2 separate regions of the Arachis hypogaea genome follow, and region 1 is linked to region 2. The links are chromatin contacts, called in public Hi-C maps. All regions are on one chromosome and are shown on one strand. The core of a region is the stretch at or near the end of the contact, and the rest is flanking DNA. Distances in the headings are between cores, read along the strand shown. Region 1 holds the start of LOC112733270. Region 2 has its middle 13 kb from the start of LOC112733268.

Region 1 (3,593 bases), core at 117-2,616, 67 kb after region 2:
ATTTTTTTCGTCCTTAACCTTTTTTTACTTACAAAATCGTCCCAAAGATTTAACTTAGTTCTAAAATTGTCATTTTTACTAAATTTTTAATTTTTATTCCGAAAATAACCTTAACTAAAAAAAGAAAAAAAAAAAGAGAAAAAGGGTAACCGGGGAAGGGGGAAGGATATCACCCACCGGGGGGGAGAGAAGGGAAAGGGCCACCGCCGTTGCTCCTCGCTGCCGCCACTCCTGCTCCTCGTCGTTCGCTATTTCTCCTTGCCCTCGCCGTCGTTGTCGCCTCGCAGCGCCGCGACTTGCGCCCTAACCTCACTGCAACTCGCCCTCGCCTCGCCGCAACGCGTCTGGCCGCGCCCTCGTGTTTTTTTCATCGTCGTCCAAGAGGTGGTGGTGGTAGTCGTGTGCGAAATTTGCAACAAAGATTTTCAGAGGGATTTTCGGTAATTATATTTATGGATTTTCAGTTTTTGTAATTGAAGATGAATTTATGGATTTCTGATTATTGTAATTACATCTGAGTTTTGTTAATGAAAGAGGAAGAATTTTAGTTCTGAGTTTTGTCAATGGTTCTGAGTTTTGACAATGATGATGATGATTTTCTTGTTTTTCTGAGTTCTGAGTTCTGCATTTGGGTTCTTATTTTTCTGAGTTCTTGACGATGATGATGATGATTTTCTGGGTTCTTGTTTTAGTCCATTATTGTTATTCTTCTACTTCTAGTAGCTTTTGTTGTTGTTCTTCTTCTGATTTCATTATCCATTGTTGTTGTTGTGCTTCTGATTGTTGTTTCATTGGTGTTGCATCTGCTTCTGCTTCAACTTCTAGTTCAGCTTTAGCTTCAGCTTTAGGTTCTGTTTTTGTTGATTTTGGAGAAGAAGGGGGAAGGATATTTTCGTCCGAAGGACAATTTTAAAATTAAATTAAACCTTAGGGATGATTTGTAAACAAAAAAATTAGGGACGAAAAAAATTTTTAGCCCCTACCTTAGGTACTAAAATTGTACTTAACCCCATTTTTTTTCTTTTAAAAAGTATTGTACTACAATTATTTTTTTTACGGCATCATTTTCATCAATGATTTTTCTTCACTTAACCATTATTGGTGAAGGAATTTTTTAAAAACAAACTTATTAATAGCTTGTGGGGGTTTAAAACTTCCATAAAATATAAATAAAATCTCTACAAAACTAATTTTTATTATTATTTAATGAATTTTTTAACAGAAAAATCATATTATCTCAAAATAAAAAGGTTGAAGGTTGAAATATCCATTTTTTTTTGGTAGGAATCGCTTTATTCTTTGTGAGAATGGACAATGACCGAATTTTACTTGCGAAATAAATAATGACAACAATATCAAAAGAAAAAAAAATGAAGAAAAAGAAAGAAGAGAAGGAGTTACAAAAATGTATAAGGAAGAAGAAGAAAAAACACGCTTAAAGATGAAGAAATACATACACAATAAATAGTACATAATATAAAAAATATTTATAACAATTTGATCGAACTTGATTGGTCGCTGATGGTTTTTTGCTCAATCAAATCATGCTGTCAAAATAAAGTCCATAGTTGAAAAGGTAGTTTTCGTTGCTGAAAGGTTGTGTTTAGTTTTGGCTTTTGGGAATTCTCAATTCTTGGTCTCACCCTTTTCTCCTAATTTCGCAGCGTAATCATTAAACACTGAAATTTGTTCTCCACCCAAGAGATACAAAGAGGAAAGCAAGGAATAAGAGGGATAGAGTGGAACCTACTCTTCCTACACTCAGTAAGCAACAGAATTAGTTAGGAATAACAAGAAGGTTTTCGTAAACGGCTAAACTCAACTTCACTGTTCACTCTCGCTTCTCTCCTTTGTACCCTTCCAATCTTCCATTTTCCTCTTACTTCAACTTCCAACTTTCCCTTTAATAATTAACTAATTAATTAATTGATTGATTGATTATTAGTTAATTAATGACGGATCAAATAGTTTCTTCTCCTCTAATTCCTCCTTCATCTATCACCCACTCTTCCGCCATCGACCTTGAAGCCGGTTCCTCCGAACAAATCCAATGCCGGATTTGTCTCGAAACAGATGGTAATTTTGCCCTTTCCATTCTCTTTTTTCTGTTTAAATGTTTCTAATTTCCAGCTTAGGGATTCGATCACCTGTTCTGAGCTTGTTCCACGATTCTACTCTATTTGTGATTTTTTTCCGAGTGGATAAATGCATTTGCTTTAGTTTGAAATAAACAACATTTTATCTCAATTTGAGCTTGAACTATTTATATCGAGCTATTACTTGTATAATTCTAGCTGTAGTTCTTAGTTTTTTAGTTGTTACTCTGAATTCTTAGCTCAGTTTACTGATACTTGAATTTATTGCAATTCCCTAGTATATGAATTTGTGAATACTTATTATTTAGCTTAACATTTAGATTATCATGGTTCATGATATATCCTACCAGTTACTATCTGCCTGTTTTACAAATATATTTAGTTAATTTTACTTTTAATTCATCCCAGGCAGAGATTTCATTGCTCCTTGCAAATGCAAAGGTACATCAAAATATGTACATCGAGAGTGTTTGGATCACTGGCGTGCGGTTAAGGTATGGATGCCGTCTATATTTAAGTTTCAATGGTTTGTATACTATCGCAATATCAATCTATATACTGTTTGCATAGGGTAACAATTATGTGGTTCATAAGTGATGAATATGATTACTAGCTAAGGGTTGCCAACTTATATGTGACAATAAGCGGATGCCACTTTTATTGATATGAATACTTTTCATTCTTAGAAAGTTGTTTTCTGGTTAGGAATCTAATCATTGTAAAATTTATACACATTGTTATGAAAAGGTTTTATGTGCTTGCTTAGTTCTTGTTAGGTAGTTAGGCTTCACAATTTAGTTTTATGGCTCATGCTATATGTATCCTCTGCTTTGCAAACTTACTTTTGGAATCTCCTGCCATGTACATATTTTTGAATTCCTCAATATCAAAGTGTGCTTATCCTTGTAGTTCTGTAAGACACATTCTTCTGAGTTTATTGGTCAATTCTTGCAGGAAGGGTTTGCATTTGCTCATTGCACTACTTGCAAGGCACCTTATCATTTGCGTGTTCATGGTGCTGCAGATAGGAAATGGCGTACCTTGAAATTTCGGTTTTTTGTCACCAGAGACATTTTGTTTATATTTCTGGCAGTTCAGCTTGTAGGTGAATTGTTTCCATCTTCGTAGCCATGTTGATGCCTTTTGTAATAATTTGTTAATTGCTCAGATGTTCTGATTCTACATGGCTGCCTGTGGCTCTGTATTTCCTTTTTCTGCAGGTCATTGCTTCATTGGCATATTTGGTTTATCTAATAGATGGTTACCAGCAGTACTGGCTTCGTCTTGTTTGGGGTTTTGATAGTGAGCCAAGCTTTTACTACATATGTGGTAAATAATTATTAAGTTGTGCAGTAGTTATCCAAATGCTTATACCAAGAATTGATGTTCTTGTTTATTTTGGTGATGATGGCTTGATGTTTTTTTCCCCCTATAAAAATAATGCTGATTTATTAGTTCTTATTACGTGCTGGTTTGGTCGTTTATTTCCTTTTGGTC
Region 2 (3,313 bases), core at 746-3,245:
CCTGTACAATAAAAAAAAATAGATTATCTTTTTTCATAAACCGCTACGACTTAGAGTCCATTATGTTTCTCTTATACATCTTCATAAATAGCTGGAGGATCTACGATTTATATTGTGGTTCTAACAATACGTAAACCGTTTCAAGATCCCACAAATTATGTTTAAGTTAGTACTAAAATCTCGATCATATCATACATAAATAATACAGGCCATGTGACCCTTCTTCAAAAATGGTAAAAAGTAAAAATTACATTTTTTAAAATAAAATAATAATAATAATAAAGATATCATGTGCAATAAACACTTTTCTACAAAATTAACTATAATTTTTATTATTCATCAAAAGGATTTCTGATAATATATATTTTCTCATATAAAGTGGTAATGAATAAATTCAAAATACATATAAAAAAAATTCGATGGTAGTAAACGTTACAGCAAATAAAAGCATTGTATGTCAAGCAATTTAGATGGATTAAATGCATAAAAATATCTCTCGGATTGAATCATATTGGAAAAGAATAAACAACTGGCCACGAAAAAAGAGGATGCAATTTCAATTCTAATAATTTATATTTTTTTAATAAATAAATAAATGCACCGAAGTGTACTTGTGAGCGACATCTTCAATTCATAGATTCCAATAGTTCCACCTTTTTTTATACATTGACCAGCTCTTATTGATTGCATCGTAACCGTAGAAGTGTAATTAAATAAGCAACAAGAAAAATTGTACCTAAAATGAAAAAAAATAAAGCACAATTGTCATGGATATAATTGTTGACATGGAAGGAATTTAAGAAATAATTTCGGATGCCATGATAAGTTTAAATTATTTGTATTGACAATATGGTATTGGATTGAATGACGTACGTGCATAGCTATAAAGCTACAATAATGTTGGTGGTGGCTGCATTTGAAAATGGTTGGCCAACCTATTCTTGTGATTTTTTTAATTTTTCATATTAATATTCTGAGCGTTAGTGTGTGTATTATCGCTTTGAATAATAATTAATAATACAATGAAATGTAACGTCACGCAAACACACACTGGCCTTCTCCTATTTGTGCTTTTTAGTTTTTACTCTCAATTCTCGATTCCAATCCAAACTCCAAAGTGCTTTGAACAGTTGCCAGAGAGGGATTACATGCTCATATAATAAGTTCAGTGCTTGAGATTTTCCTTTTTCTTCTTTTCATTTGTTCCATGTAGTAATAGATATTTCACTCGATTTTCTTATATTTTAAAAACGACGAATATTGCCGATTGCACGTACTTAAAAAACAAAATGGAATGATGGCAGAATTAAACTTCAGCTAACAATCGTAATGTTCAAATAATTGTTATTGAATAATCTTGTGATAATAGAAGATATAATATTATGCTTCGAATTGAATAAGGTTTTGCGACGAGATTGTGATCATTTCTTTTCTTTTTTTTTTTTAAAAAAAATGAAAAAACAGAGGAAGAAGTTAATTCACTATATAATTCACATGAATTATTTTTTTCTAAAATCATAAAATTAGAAAAATAAAAAAAGAATCTAATCATTTTTAAATTAAGATAACAGAACTTACATATAATTAAATTACAAATAACTTCTTGTTTTATTATTTTATAATTTTTTTAATTTTAGAAGAACTTTTTTATTTACATAACTACATTTTTTTGTTTTATATTCCACTCCTGGAATTTAAATTTTGGTGGCTTGATGAGAGGTCTACAAATTCTCCATGTCTGGCATAACTTCGTTGTAATATTTTTGTCAATAGCAACCAGGTGTTTTTGGAAGGAAAAATTATTTTTACTTACTGACTCTGTTGAGGCCCAAATTTAAAGAGGAAAATTCATTAAAACTTTAAGCTTAAAGTCCAAACAATTAAAAAATGATGTCCATTTATCCAAAAGTTATGGGCAAATGTTTTGGCCCAATATGGTAGCAAGATCAGTAAAGCGCCCAAAATTCGTCTTATACAGAATTAATCTCGTTCAAAAGCCAGTGAGTCTTAGCTCACACGGCATTCCGCCCCCTTCTCATCCAAAAAGTCTCGGGCTCAACTCTTACCGATTGCCAAAAAAAAAAAAATTCGTCAAAAAAAAAAAACTATTTCACACCCAAAAAATATGTATTTTTTTAAAAGAAAGTTTAATTTGAAAATTGGGCACCTGAAGCTTAGTTCAAGTGGCAATCATATGGCCTCTTAATTCTTAATATGAGGGTATAGTGCGTGTGGATTGTAATATTGTAATGCCTAAAATTAGATTACTAATGAGAATAAAATTTATAACCTATTACTTTATTTATTACCTCTAATAATATGTCATTTTTTAAGAAACGACGAACGCTTTATTTTACTTAGAATGCATTAGCATTTATTATATTTTCGTCATAAATATATTTTTTATAAATTTAAATTTATTGAAAATCATTTTTTCAAACATGATTTTTTTTGTTACTTTTATTTTTTGAAGAGTGTCTAGAACTATTTAGCAAGACTTCTTTAAACTTTTGATTTTGGCTGAAATAAGTCCCTTTTTCTTTGTATGTTTTTAAAGCATTACCTAATAAAGGCAGCTTCTTCATAAATTCCCATAATGTTGCTTGAACTTTTTGCTCGCAGCATTTCTTAATTCTTATCCTTTTGTGCTACCTTTTGTGGTGATTGGATAAAGAAGTTTTATCACTCAAATATAAAATAGGAAAAAGCCTATTGCTGGAATTTATCACCACCACCATTATTGAGCCCCATCCAACCACCAACAAAACCTTGAGCCCCATAAATCATAATAAACCCAACCCAGTTGATATAATTTTTTACCTAGATTTTTGGACGGAAGTATTAAATTTTGGTTTGATTCTCTTATTTTCAAATTTCAATTTTCGATTCTTTACCCAAAAGAGAAAAATCAATTTTCGATTTCATTTATTAACAAAGAATCAAAGCCCAATTACAATTTTTTTACGTTTGCAAGAATTTTTTATATATATTTCAAATATTCATAATACGAACAGTTGAAGTATTATTTAAAAATTATTAATTTATATTTTTAGAATATTTAATTTAGTTTGATGTATTTTAATTATATTTATTTATTATTAAATTTGATTTATGTTTATGAGTTTTCTTTATTTTAACTTAATAAGAGGTTATAAATACTTCATAAATTATTGTAGTTGTTATATTGAGCGATTGAAGGTGTAAAAACCTCCCCTTTTGGATTTCGTGATTAAATCATGGTGTGGACAAGTGAGGTTAAGTGAAGCCGTCTCTTGTTGCATTCGAAAATTGGGTAGAAGGTTGAGTGAGTTCC

What was found. Hi-C and Micro-C count contacts between places; a contact is called where the count stands out from the background.
Region 1: a Hi-C map of leaf shows a contact between it and region 2, with 6 times the contacts expected there. The contact joins the promoter of LOC112733270 here to the enhancer-like site in region 2. A contact is called at or near these places in 2 of 8 Hi-C or Micro-C datasets (both in leaf).

The regions. Positions count from the first base shown.
Region 1 is chr13:127,044,852-127,048,444 of arahy.Tifrunner.gnm2.J5K5, forward strand. LOC112733270 reads left to right here and starts at 1,367. Exons shown (of 8, transcript XM_072212468.1): 1 at 1,367-1,576; 2 at 1,665-2,076; 3 at 2,505-2,590; 4 at 3,051-3,197; 5 at 3,317-3,425. The coding sequence starts at 1,953.
Region 2 is chr13:126,977,091-126,980,403 of arahy.Tifrunner.gnm2.J5K5, forward strand. No RefSeq gene overlaps it. Among protein-coding and RNA genes, the nearest start is that of LOC112733268, 13 kb to the left of the region's middle. Within about 2 kb of position 1,996, at least 3 of the 3 cell types and tissues checked have open chromatin away from gene starts, as enhancers often do.